Regions from separate parts of the Mus musculus genome. Here region 2 is linked to region 1. A link is a contact called in public HiChIP or PLAC-seq data. All regions are on one chromosome and are shown on one strand. The core of a region is the stretch at or near the end of the contact, and the rest is flanking DNA. Distances in the headings are between cores, read along the strand shown.

The links. HiChIP or PLAC-seq counts read pairs in DNA pulled down with a chosen protein or histone mark.
Region 2: a contact with region 1 is called in a CTCF HiChIP or PLAC-seq map of embryonic stem cells, with 3 times the contacts expected there. The contact joins two enhancer-like sites. A contact is called at or near these places in 1 of 15 datasets of contacts at CTCF or cohesin (embryonic stem cells), 5 of 484 Hi-C or Micro-C datasets (embryonic stem cells, nephron progenitors, pancreatic cancer cells and 1 more), 5 of 115 datasets of contacts at active chromatin or transcription factors (a beta-TC-6 cell line, double positive thymocytes, embryonic basal ganglia and 1 more) and 1 of 9 other capture datasets (embryonic stem cells).

What each region holds. Positions count from the first base shown.
Region 1 is chr11:114,371,656-114,378,709 of GRCm38.p6, reverse strand. No RefSeq gene overlaps it. Among named protein-coding and RNA genes, the nearest start is that of Gm31399, 47 kb to the left of the region's middle. Within about 2 kb of position 2,604, at least 7 of the 459 cell types and tissues checked have an H3K27ac peak or open chromatin away from gene starts, as enhancers often do.
Region 2 is chr11:114,633,954-114,641,007 of GRCm38.p6, reverse strand. No RefSeq gene overlaps it. Among named protein-coding and RNA genes, the nearest start is that of Gm31781, 11 kb to the right of the region's middle. Within about 2 kb of position 4,072, at least 30 of the 459 cell types and tissues checked have an H3K27ac peak or open chromatin away from gene starts, as enhancers often do.

The DNA.
Region 1 (7,054 bases), core at 1,355-3,854:
GTTTGGAACTAGAGAGATGGCTCATCCCATAAGAGCACTTGCTGCTCTTGCAGAGCTGGACCTGGGTTCCACTCCCACGTGAAACTCACAACTGTTGATAATTCCAGTCCCAGGAAATTCAATGCCCTCTTTTGGCCTCCATGAATGTAAGGATGCACACAATCCGCACATATACACGCCAGCAAGGCATTCATATACATAATAAATAATTAAGCAAATAAAAAATCCCACCAGTCTTTCACCTCTAACAGGGAAGTTCAGCGTTTCCATTATATTGGCTGGCTGGCAAATTGTAAATCTAGGTGTGAGGAGAAGATATCGTGACATCAAGGTTATGTGGTCCGGCGCTGACAAGATGGATGGCTTCAGTAACCGGCCTTCCCAGCGCCTCCTGGCTCTCTCTCCACCTCTCTTTCTTTTCATCTTCTTCTTCTCCTTTTTTTTTTTTTAAAGAAAACATTTTTAGAGACTTTAATAACCGTGGAAGGATGCTGTAAGGCGGGCCAGGAAATCGATCATTTTTATTCGGTTGTTCACGATAAAATGTAAGTTTGGGCGATAAATCTTCTTACCTTGAGAGGAGAGAACAGTGTGGCTGACCATTAATATGAATCCTTTCTGAAGATTATAATGAGTGAATGACGCCTTGGGTCTGAGAAATTAACAGTAACGGCTCCCACTTTCCTGGTGGGACTTAGACTTCACCGGAGGCTGCGTGTGGACTTAAACTTTCCCGATCTAGGCATTGGCTGGTCCCTCCTAGTCTGTCTCCCCGTCTGCCTGTGGGCACCAACTGCTATTTCAAACAAATTCCCCCAGTGTGTATAAAGTACCCACTGTATGTAGAACACCGTGCTTAGCACTAGGGGTTGTTTTAGGATCCTGCTAAGTTAGCCAGCAAAAAAAAAAAAAAAAAAAAAAAAAAAAAAAAAAAAAAGGCTACTTCCATCATTTTCCACGGGTAACGCTGACGTGAGGGACAGGATTACCGGACGAAGGATGGCCTAGTTTCATCACGGTTGCTGTGATAGACTATCCTGATACAAAGCGACTTAGAGAGAAAGGATTTATTTCAGCGCACAATTCTGGGTTATAGCGCATCATTGTGAGGAAATCAAAACAGTGGGAGCTTGAAGCGCTTAGTTATACCGAGCAGAAAGAAAGAATGCGCATGCGTGCTTTGTGCTCGGCTGGCCAGGTCAGAGCCCAAATCCGGGGACTGGTACTGCCCACTTCCAGGCTGGGTCTGCCCACATCAGTTAAGGCAATCAAGACAATCCCTCACAGACATGCTCATAGGACAACCTGATGTGGACAGTCCTTCAAAGAGAGTCTCTTCCCAGGTGATTCTAAACTGCGGCGGCATGTTGATAATTAAAACTAAACGTCACAAGGTGTTTGGGGCTGTGGCTCAGGGGACAGTGTTTTGTGGGGAAGAAACACAAGATCTAGAGACTTCAATTCTCAGGGACTTGGGGTACTGATGCTGACTTTTAAAAAAATGCTCTCTCTCTCTCTCCCTCTGTCTCTTTCCCCCCACAATTCCCTGCAAAAGCACACCAAATGACTGTCCCTCCATCTCCCACATCTTAATGGTTCCCCCACCTCCCAATAGCACCAATCTGGAGACCAAGACTTTACCAGCATGGACCAGTGCGGGGAAATTCTATCTGAAAGCTCAGTCAAGTGTCATCTCCACATACAATTCCATCAGGACTTTCAACAAGTGAGCGCTGAGAGACCACCAGCCATTACTTCTCAACAGATGTGTGGTATGGAGACTGCCTGAGGAAGTCAGGTAGAGACATCTGAAAAGATGGAGTATGGTGGCATAGAATCAGGAAGCAGTCTCTAATGACGGATGGGAAAATGTCCTCTGACCTGCTACTGCCTCAGGAAACCCACGGCTAGCTCGTGGGAGGGTTTAAGAGCACCGCTTCCCCTGCCCTTCCCTAGAAGGCTTCTTTGATCTCACTTAAAAAAAAATTCTGAGGGGTTGTGTATGTGTGTGTGTTAGATGTGCATGTTCATGTGGGTGAGTGTGGGCATGCTTGTAACCCTGGCATCTTCGCAGAAGTCAGAGGACAACCTTTAGTGACAGCCCTTTCCATCCACTTTACTGAACACAGAGTCTCTTGTTTGGAACTGTGTATCCAGGCGTGCTGGTCTGTGGGTTTCTGGGGATTCCTGTCTCTATCTCCCATTTGCAGTAGGAGCCCTGAGACTACAGCCTGAACACTGCTACATCTGCCTTTCATGGGTCCTTGGATCTGAACTCAGGTTCATCCACTGAGCTGTCTCCTCTGTTTCTTAACAGGCCACCAAATCCCATCAGGGGACTGCATCCTCGTGACCTGGAGGAACCCTAACCACCCCTCAAAGGCCTTGTGGTCATGAGTTTTCTGTCCCTCTGACAAATAGCCAGCACCATCAAAGACGATCTGGGCTCCTTGTCAAATGCTGCTGCCCGCTGTTTGCAGTTCTCCCCCGACCCCCAAGCATAGGCGGGGGCCCTTCCAGCCCGGCCTCTCTCCTGTGGCTTGCCAGCACTCTGGACTTTGTCAGCAATGAACTGTTTTCAGAATCCCTGGCATGCACGATACTCTGTAAACAAAGACAGGACAACCAATTATTGCAAACACAGCCTGTTTCTGTTTGCGTCTCGGGTTTGGAGAGCAGCTCCATTGATTGACTTAAACGTTTCTCTTCACGCTCGACCGTGATTCATGACTCTTCGGTGAGGAAGAGCAATGCTGTCCGGGAGCTCCCTGGGGCCAGAGGTTGGACATGTATCACCTCCTGGACCATTCTGTAAGGTTAGCACCCCAGTTTCTATTCTGTCCCAAACACAGGGGACAGTAGTTAGTTTTATGAATCTCCCCAGTTATAAGGAGCAGAGTCAGAGTTGTTCCAAAGCCAGGGGCCTTTCTGAAGCACCGAGGTGCCAGCCATGTAGGAGCCCACCCTTGCTGGCTCATCAGATCCGGCGTGGCACTAGGCAAACATGAGAATTGGAGGCACTTTTCGAGATCAAATATAGATGGAATTTGGACACCAAGCTGTGCCGGCAGCTCAGCGGTCAGTGCGACCATCTCCGAAAAACAATGCAGCCGATTGCTTTCTTCTAACGTCCTTCAATGCTTAGAGGCTTCCGAATCATATCCTAGTGAGAATCGCCGGGGCAAAGGGGTAACACATTCGTCCGTTGGTGAATTTTCTTCCGAGGAAAGAAAGCAGATATTCACACTAGAGGTCTGGGTGCATAAATTACAGAACATTCACACCAGGCGACGTGATATGCTATCGAAAACAATTAATTAGAGCTACCCAGAGAGATCCCCAAGGTATTGTCGAGAAAGGGAAGCAAGACACAAGAGATTGAATATCAAATAGTTCAGTAAAACAAACAATCACAAAGAGAGCCAGCTGTACGTGCTTAGTTAGGACCTGTGTGTTTGTGTGTGTGTGTGTGTGTGTGTGTGTGTGTGTGCAAGTGCACACATGGGAGATTGTACAAGCAAGTCCACACCTAATAATGTGTGAATGCATATGTACAAAAGCACTCAGGCCTCTGTGTCCGAAGTTGCTGCCACCATGGATTCAACTAACCTTGAGCAGAAAATATTTGGAGGCTGGTAAGATAATGCTTGCTGTGCAGGCCTGAAGTTCCAAGCTCAATCCCCAGACCCTGTCTACGAAAACGGAGCATTGGTGGTTCACTTGTAATCCCAGTGCCGGGGAAGGTGGAAACCAGTATCTGCCTGGGGTTCACTGGCCCGCTAACCTAGTTTTAAAATTGGCAAACCCCAGGCCAAAGAGAGACCCTGATTCAGAGAACAATAAGATAGATGGTACCAGAGAAATGGAGAAATAACGATAGAAGTTGACCTCTGGCCTACACACACACACACACACACACACACACACACACACACAGAGAGAGAGAGAGAGAGAGAGAGAGAGAGAGAGAGAGAGAGCATCATTTATGCATTGTATACTAAAATAGGCATTCCCACAAATAACCTCAAGGAAAGGTTGTAAAAGTGTTTTTTCCTGAACCAACAGAGATCTGGGTGAAGGTGTGGTGAGACCAGGTCCCAGCAGAGGCTCGGGACAGCTGCAAGAAAGCCACCCACAGGCTCCCCAGTGCCTTAGAGCAGGAGGAATGTGTGAAATCCTGGGCTGTGTTGATTTCATTTGCTTCTGCAGGGCTAAAGATGGAGCCTGGGTGTCCTCAAGTGTGCCAGGCAAACCACCGGGTCCCACCCCAGCCTGCTCATTCTTGGACTTTGAAGCTAGCACAAGGAAGCCTGAAAACTGGTTTGAAGCCCTTACCTGCACTAATGGTATACTGGCTAGCTGAGGGAGAAAAGAAATCCCTTTTCAGTTCTGTTACTATTGGGGTAGTCACACACTTATTGTTTTAACAGGGGTCTCTTAGGGGATGAGGAGGAGAACTATTAGGTCTTTTAGGACCATAGGGGCATCAGCATTGTCCCTGGCACGTTGAGATGCAGGGTTACTGTAACTACAGGTTCTTCGTGGTGTCAGCATTCTTAATTCTACAGTCTTCCTGAAAATATGACTTAAAAGAATTCCCTGAAGTCCTGATTGTATCCAGAGTCTAGAATGACCAAATTCACCCTGATCTCATCAAATGAGGGTTCCTTTAAGGTTCTAGGGTAAGGCCAGGAACAGTGGGTGGTTCTTGGGGGTTCCAGGTCAGCCAGAATTATTTATAACTCATGATGAGCAAGGCTGGGATTTCTCCTGTGCCCTCAAAGTGGTTGGCCTAACCCTTCAAAGGAAGAGATAAAAATTGCACTAGGACAATTCACAGCTGATGGGTCCAGTAACACCAACTCAGATCATAAAATGGGCCCTATGCTGATTAATAAATAAGTTGGGTATTTTAACCTCAAACCCAAGTTACTCTCTTACCAGCACCCTTCCTCCCAAGCATCCATGCAAGCCTTATTCAATGCCAGGGGTTGATACAGAGACTGATGACAGGAAGAAAGGGAGATTCACTTCCCAGCCCCAAGCTATCTACCATGGTTGCGCTCTCCTTGGATATAAGCAGGAGAGTTATTTGAAGTGCTGTGTGGAGGAAAGACAGATGTACAGGAAGCTGAGTACAGAGAGAGAGAGAGAGATGGGAGAAAGATCCAGATCAGTCCCTAGATCGACCCCTGTCTGAAGCCAATCCCTGTGGTAGGAAGAATAACAGTCACCAAAGAGGTCCATATCCCCATTTCTGGAGCCTGTGTATGTGATGCCTTACATAACTACAACAACGTTAAAGATCTTGAAATGGAGGCATTGGCTTGGATTGTTCGGGTGTGCTCCAGGAATAACAGGCAAGAAGGGGGGAGGGAGGGAGGGAGAGAGAGAGAGAGAGAGAGAGAGAGAGAGAGAGAGAGAGAGAGAGAGAGAGAGAGAGAGAGAGAGAGAGAGAGACTGAAGCAGAGGTGAAGATTGTAGCTTTCAATGGGACCCAGGAGTCAAGGAAGCTGGGCCTTCTCAGAAGGCGGGAAGGCAAGGCAAGACAAGGTAAGACAAAGATTCTCTCCCGACAACTCTAGAAAGAATAGAGACTTAGCTCATGTGTCGATTTTAGCCACATAAACCTATTTCCAACTTCTGACCTCCTGGAATAGAAAGCAACAAAGATGTGTTATTTTAAGCTACTCGGTTAGCAGTAATTACAGCAGCCATAGAAACCAAATACCTCCAGCTTTCTGTTTGCTGGAATCAAACTCCTTCTAGTTACTCTCGATTTCCTATCATTTGGAACTTCAGGGATCTCTGACTAGTAGCTCCCATCCCCCACCCCCTGCCCTGGAAAGAAGGTTGTCTTTTCTTAGAGCAGTCTCAGATCTCAGAACCTGTTTCTGCAGCTGTTGACCTGGAAGACGGGAAAGGCTCCACAGGGCAGAGCTGTCCAACAGTTTTTTTTTTGTTTTGTTTTGTTTTGTTTTGTTTTGTTTTGTTTTGTTTTTTCTTTTGGTCTGTGAATGTGGAATTCCAGTTAGAACCAGAGGCAATTTGTCTTGGTAGGGCAGTGTGGTGGATTTTGTGTCTTTCCTAATTTTCTCCTGTTCCTGTGACAGACACCTTGATGAAAAGCAACTTGGAAAGGAAAGGGCGATGTGCCTCACTGTTCCAGGTTGCCATCAACTGTTGCAGAAGATCAAGGCAGGTTCTGGAAGCATTGCATCCACCGTTCGAGAGCAGAGGCTGGAGAACACGGACCCTTACTCATTTGCTTACTTCCTCAGGTGGCTTTCTCTACTCTTATACAACCCACAGAAGGGAATGGTGCTGCCCATGGTGGACCGAGTCCTCTCACATCAACTAACCAAAGACAGTCTCTCACAGATACTCTCACAGGGTATCCTGACCTAGATCACTTCCCATTAACACTTGCTTCCTAGGTGATTCTAGGCTGTGTCAAGTTGATGGTTAAAACTAACCAGCACAGTGCCCATCTTGAGTTCTGGGTCCAGAGTCCAGTCCCAGCTCATGGAATCTCAGAAGAGAGCCTGGGATTGCAGGATGATGATTGTGGATAGTCCCTGCCCCCGTCTCTGTCTCTGACTCTGTTTCTGTCTCTCTCCCTCTGTGTCTCTGTCTCTGTCTCTCTCTGGTATCTTAGATGCCCAGAGAGAGCTACATATCCTTGGGATTGTTCTGTATCTCTTGTCTCTGTCTCTCTGTCTCTCTGTCTCTCTCTGTCTCTCTGTCTCTCTGTCTCTCTGTCTCTCTGTCTCTCTGTCTCTCTCTCTCTCTCTCTCTCTCTCTCTCTCTCTGTGTGTGTGTGTGTGTGTGTGTGTGTGTGTGTGTGTGTGTGTGTGTTATCTTAGATGCCCAGAGAGCTACATATCCTTGGGATTGTTCTGTATCTCTTGTCTCTGTCTCTCTGTCTCTCTCTCTGTCTCTCTCTCTCTCTGTGTGTGTGTTATCTTAGATGCCCAGAGAGCTACATATCCTTGGGATTGTTCTGTATCTCTTATCTCTGTCTCTCTGTCTCTCTGTCTCTCTGTCTCTGTCT
Region 2 (7,054 bases), core at 2,823-5,322, 260 kb before region 1:
CCCAGAAGCCTCCCAGCCTTTGAGGCCCGGGCTGAGGTATTTGGCATGGAAGTAGAATCGGCAGGGTATGCAGGCAGCAGGGTGTGCAGGCAGCAGGAGGAGCTTGGGGCTCCGCTGCCCCCAGCTGTCTTGATGGTCTTGCTAATGGGGAAGGAGATTTGTTTGTTCTTAAGAATCTGGCAGATTGAGGCAGGGAAAGAGGGTGGGCCAGGAGGTGGAAACGGACTCTGAATCAAGACAACTCAGGGAGAGGCTCAAGCCTGAAACCCAAGTGCAGAAAGACTGCTAGGTGTGTGTGTGTGTGCTCGTGCGTGGTGTGTGTATGTGTGTAGTGTGTGTGTGTGTGTGTGTGTGTGTGTGTGTGTGTGTGTGTGTAAACCGTGCCTAGGACCTGCAGAAATGGCTTAGTGGTTAAGAGAATTGTCTGTAACTCCAGTAGTTCCAGAGGATCAAAGGTCCTTTTTTGGCCTTCAAGGACACAGGCCTGCACATGATGTACAGATGAAGGCAAAACACTCATGTATGTGTGTGTGTGTGTGTGTGTGTGTGTGTGTGTGTGTATATGTATATGTATATGTATATATATATATATATATATATATATATATATATATAGTCAACCCCCAAGTCAACCAAACCAAAACCTGCCTTCCCTCTTTTCTCCCTGGCCTAGGGCAGCAGGTGGCTCAGTTACCTGTTGCTAAATAAATACCAGGGAGGTGCAGAGAGCCCAGGCACTCTTAGCCTCAAGCCTGGAGAATGTTCTGGATAACAGCTCCAGCACCACACCCTTTCCTACTGAAGCTCCAGTTATTTGGAGAAAGTTCCTTGCCATTCCACCTCTGTCTGGCTTGAAGCTGGGTAACAGCTCTGGGGTTGTCTAGGGGCGCTCAGCTGCCAGCTGCCGAAGAAGGGCCCACACTGAGCCCACACTGTGCCGTGTACAATAGTGGCTTTGCAGCTCTGCTCAAGTCTGGACCCCAGCCCTGCTGCGCAACCACCCAGGCTATAGAGGATGAGGGACAGGGCTGCCCCTCTGCGGAACTGGGTAATTGGAGACAAGCCTCAGGGCGTCCCGGCCGCGCTGCCACAAGGTAGCGCTCACCACGCTACTGGCTTTGAAGGGGGCTTCAAAGAGTTTCCAGGAAAAGCAAGCTGGACTCTGTCAGCTCTGTGAACGGAGGTGGGGGGTGGGGCTTCCCCAGGTGGTAGGCAAGAGTCAGAACATCAAAGTCGCATGAACCCCTGACCTGCGGCCGGCCGCTAGAGGGGCTGCGGGACATTTGCTATTAAAGGGGATCCAGGGTGGGCCGCGGCGGGGCCAGTGGAGCAAGCAGCTGGGCTCCCGGTTCTCTGTCTACAGCAGGCACTCCGGGCCCGATACACATAACTTTGTCTTCTGCTCCCTCTTCTACACAGTCAAGTCAGCGGGAGGTGGCAGATCGATTGCCAGTGTGGCCCTGTCCTGAAAACCATAATAGAGAAGAGACGATGTCTCAGAGAGTGAAGGGTTCAGGAGGCAGGAGAAAAGACTGGCTGGTGTCTGCGCTTTTTCAAACTTCAGACAATTAAATTAGACAAGGAGAGTGAAGACCCAGCCAGGGGACCCTGTCTTCCTGACCCTGTCATAGTCTTAGGCAAAAACCAAAAAACCCAAAAAACAAAAACAACAACAACAACAACAACAAAAACCCAAAAACCAAAAAAAAAAAAAAAAAAAAAAACCAAACCCAGCCTGCTCTTGTGTGCTTTCCCCATGGCCCAGGAGGTCTGGCTCCTTGACAGTTTCTAGGTCCCCCGAGTGACTACAACACACTCCAGGTTTTCCTAATTTATCAAATGTGAAGGGGAGCGAGATGGTCATAGGTCAATTCCACTGAGGGATTTATTATTTATTTGTGAGACAGAGAGCGTCCTTGTTGTCAAGGCTGCCCTGGAATCAATCCACCCTGTAGCCTAGGATGGCCTTGAACTACCTCTAGTCTTCCTGCCTTCGCCTCACCCATGCTGAAATTATAGGCCTGAGGTACCATGCTCGCAAGATTTCTCTGCTTATTTAGACATTATCCGAATGGGCTAGGAGTTTAAAAAATCTCCCCGCTAGGCAACCCCAGTGGCTGAGCTGAAGGCTGCAAGCTTGCTTGCTGCAAATGCCACTCTGGGAAGCCACCTGGAGTCCCCACCAGCTTGTGCCCCTCCCAGCGCCGCCAGAAAATAACCACCGCTAAGTTGGCCTGCAATATCAGAAGTGGATTTTGTCTCTCTCCTAGAGGCCTGAGGTCTGAGATTCAGCTGTCAGCAGGTCTGAGCTTCCTGATGGGGCTGGGGGGTGGGGGTGGGGGGATAGTGAGGGGGGTGTGGGTGGGGTGGGGACCCTTCCTTGATTCTCTGAGCTTTTGGTGGCCCTGGCTTGTTGCTCAGTTCTCTGCCTCCAGGAAAACATGGCCACCTTCCCTCCCGCTGCCCTGATATAAGGACTGTGGCTGGATCTAGTGCCACACTGACTCGAGACGAGCTCCTCTTGCCCCATATCCACAGAACACCCACAAACTCTCCTCTCAAATGGGAGTTCATCTGAGGATCTGAGTGAACATGCATTTTGGGGGACACAGTCACCTGCTCCCTTCTACATCTTTCCTCTCTTCCTGGTCACATACCCTCTCTCCGTTGGGAAACTATCCCTCCCCCAGTCCACATGAGGCAGGTGGGCTGGTAATTGTAGTGGGTTTTCTCCTGTCCCCCTGGCCACAGGGTAAGACGTGTAACCTCTCTGAACAATCACATGTGTCGTCCCAGGCTGTAGGAGTGGCTCTGAGGGGAATGGGGTCTGAGCTGGCCAGGCAGACTCACCCTAGGGCTTTGGATATTTCCCAGGAGAGTTGAAGCAAAAGGGGACTGGGAGGTGGGGCGACATCACTCCAGTGAGCAGAGAGCCTTGAGGGATCTTGCTGTAGGGTCTCGCTGTAGGGTCTGTGGCCACCTCCCCTACTGCCTCAAGAAAGAAACTGGGGCTGGATGTAGTGGTGCATGCCTTTAATTCCAGCACAGAGGCAGGGAGATCTCTGTGAGTTCAAGGCCAGCCTAGTTTACATAGTGAGTTCCAGGACAGCCAAGGCTATATGGTGAGAGACCTTGACTTGAAACCGAACGAAACCAAAACCAAAATTAACAAGAAAGCAAGCTGGTAGTTGGGGTGTAGGAAGAGGTCATCTGTGGTCATTGCAGTGGGCAGATAGGAGCAGAAGGATGGGAGGGGGCGGGGAACCTGAAGAGCCATGAAGGGAAATCCAACGTGTGCTTGTGTTTCTTGCCTCAGAGGCCAGGTCTGGCTAACCATCTAGGGAATGATGAGCGCCCATCAGTGGGCGTGTATGAGGAGGGCTGGGGTGTCCAGCCATGGGGAACATTCTTCGAAGAGTTTCCACTCTGGGTAGGTACTGTACTAGATTAATGTCTCCAATAAGCACACACCAGGCCCCTCCTGTGTGCTGGGTCCCAGGGTTGTAGGGCTGTGTAGAGAAAAGACAATATTGAGGTAATGTAGGTCAGTTGGAGGCAAGGAGGCTCAAGAGGTGGACTTTGCTCCGGAGATGCTGGGCGGGAGGGTGGAAGGAAGCCCAATGCAGCGAGGGAGGCAGCTCCTCACGCTTACACAGCAGGTGCTTGGAAGCATTTGTTGAATAAATGAATTTAGATTATTTTATGGTTCACTTGCTTATGTCTGCCAGTGACTCACGCTGTGCACATCCTTCCTTTTGTGCAGCCTTCCCCAGCACACAGATACACAGGCACACACGTACACACATACACACGAGCACGCACACACACGTACACGCGCGTGCGCGCGCGCACGCACACACACACGCACACGCACACGCACACGCACACGCACACACACACGCACACGCACACACACACACACGCACACGCACTGTACACTGTTGATTGCCCAGTGCTTTGCCTGGCACCTGGAGCGCTGAGTAAGCAGCTGTGGTCCACATGCCTGCAAGGCTGTCAGATGGATGATTGGCAGCTGGTGGGGAAAACAGCCTTGCTCACTTTACTGTCTGCTTCCCCCCCCCCCCCCGCCCCCTCGGTGGTGCTGAGCTGGAAGCGCTGCGTGGCTTCTGGCACATGGGCTTAAACTCAGCACCTAATGACTCACTTTGTGGATTATCCACGGCCTGTTTCATTTATGACATCTCTCTTTTCAACGGTAAGCTTCTGGGATACATTTAGCAAGAACCAGGCATACGTGACCATTTTAACAGGGGTTCGTGACTCTCATAGTACTTGGGGAGCCTGGGGGCTTTTCAGAAGGGGGAGGGATGAAAACATCAAAGAGAAGCATGAGGTGGGGGCTGGGGCTGGGGTTTCTTTGCTGTTTAGAAAGTCCTGAGGCATGGGAGGGGTCAGCTCTTGCAGCCACGGACCCTATTCTTGGAAGGCAAGTCGTTGCTGCAGGTCCCACATTCAGCCACTAGATGTCAGTGTTTCTTAACAGACGGAGCTGGGGATGGCCTCTTGCAAGGGAAGTTCTAACTGGTGGTAAGTGCCTGCGGGGTGAGTGTGGATGCCACTGTCTATTTAAGAGTTTCCGTATATTTTATGTAGTGAGTCGTCTGAGGATCCCTGGAGTTCAGAACCACATTACCTCCATCCAGTCCAACTGCAGACAACTGTGTGTGTGTGTGTGTGTGTGTGTGTGTGTGTGTACGTGACATTGTCAGCAAGGAGAGGGTGGAGCTGGGCAATCAGGCTTTAGGAGCCTTTTTGCTTCCTGGCTGAGAGAAAGGAAAGACAATGTCAGATGTGGAGGGAGGGGAGAGGAGAAAGACAGCCAAAAGCTGGGGAGAACCCACCTCACATAGCATCACAGCATGGGCCACATCGACACCCTGGAACACTTCCGTGTGCCCCAAGCTTCACTCCTGGTAGAGCTTTGTGTGTTCCAGAGGCTCCCAGAAAATGTACCAAATGGAGGTTGTAGAGATGGAGGCAGAAGAGGGACATTGGAGTAAGAAGAATGATGGAGGCCCCCAGTATACTCATCAGAGGATGAGGAACAGAGCCCAATCCCCACCCCACACCCCAACACTTACTTTCCTCCCGGCTCTTCAGTGCAAGAGTTAGGAATCTTCAAATGTAAGGCAGGGATTGGCTCTTGAGCCCCCAAGGGCAGTCCTAGAAATGTCTCCACTCAGGGTGGTGACGGCTACGGGCCCCTATTGCAGTACGGTGGCCGGAGATCACAAGCTTCAGGCTTTACACAGAGATAAGAGAGGTTATCTGCTGCCTCCCCTGGTTGCTTCCCCACAGAGTCTCAAGTTCCGTCATTAGAGACTGTGATTTATTTAGGTCAGGCCCTGGCTCCCCCTAGGAATTTTACATAGTTTCTTGCATGTAATAGACTGTTCAGTAAATATTTGTCAACCAAAGACTCCATTAAAATAAAATACCCTGAGGATGGGTAAACCATTTTCCTTTGCTAACACTTCGCTGTGAATTAGCTGATCACTCTAACTAGTGTCCTAACGAGGTTTCTGAGGGCCGGTAGTTCCAATGGGAAGTTCTCAGGCAGGGAGAGAGGCCTAGTCTGGGCAAATGTCTAGGGGGGAGATGGGACCTGATGGGGAGCAAGGGCAGCTGTGCTGAAGGTCAACACAAGGACATTGGAGTGCTTGCTGCCGGTGACGAGGATAGCTCTTCCCTCTGGAGACTCTCAAGTGATTTCCCTGGGAGAGAGTCTAAGTCCTCTCCAAGGATGGGTATGGAACTGCTTTCTGCTCTGGGCAACTCTCGACACCCCAGTCCCAGGACCCTTGGATGCTTCAGCCTGACTGTTCCTTGAAACCTAATAGTGAGGTCACGTTAATTAAGCCACCAGCGTCACCTTTGCCCCAGCCCCAGCCCACATCTTTGCTAGGTTAATGCTGACGAGTTATTCACCTTGAACGGACCTACCACAGGGAGCCTGTGGTGAAGGGGAGATGGGACTGGCATCATTCTAACCTCCCCAGGGTGACCCAGCATCCACCCACACACATTTGGACCTTGTCTAATGAAAGCAAGAACAAATGCATGACTTCACCTATGTTCTAACTTTAACTCATCGCTGTAACAGAACACGACCAAAAGCCACGTTAGGAGTAAAGGGTTTATTTGGCTCCCAATTCCAGGTCACAATCCATCACTGAGGGAAGCCAAGGTGGGAACTCAGGACAGGATCCTGAAGGCAGGACTCACAGAGGAAAGCTGCTTGCTGGCTTGCTGACTTCCAAGCTCCTGCTTAACTGTCTTTCTCTACTTTAGTACTTCTTTCTTTCTTTCTTTCTTTCTTTCTTTCTTTCTTTCTTTCTTTCTTTCTTTCTTTCATCTATCTATCTATCTATCTATCTATCTATCTATCTATCTATCTATCTCTCCATGCATCCATGCATCCATCCACCCACCCACCCATCCACCCATCCATCTATCTACCTACCTATGAGACAGGGTTTCATTATGTAGCCCTTGGCTGGCCTGGAACTCACTATATAGATCAGCTTGCCTCAAACTCATAGAGATCCACCTGCCTCTGCTTCCCCAGTGCTGAGATTAAATGCTTTTTTCAATTATTCCCGGCACTCGCTGGCTCTCTTACACAGCCCAGGACCACCTACATAGAGAATGGTGCTGCCCACCATTCTAATTGATTAATTTTAACTAACTTCAGCATTAGTTAATAATCAAGACAAATCCCCACAGACATAATCCTGGAAATCCATCAGTTGAGACTCCCTTCTCAGGTGACTCTAGGCCGTGTTTACAGTTAAAGGTAATTAGAAGTGTTGGGCAGTTTTATGTCAACTTGACAGAGGCTAAAGTCATTGGAAGGAGGGAGCCTCAATTGAGAAAATGCCTCCTTAAGATCAGGCTACAGAAAAGCCTGCAGGACATTTTCTCAATAAGTGATCGATGTGGGAGGTCCCAGCCCACTGTGGGTGGTGCCATCCCCTAGGCTGGTGGTCCTGGGTTCTATAAGAAAGCAGCTGAGCAAGCCCCAGGGAGCAAG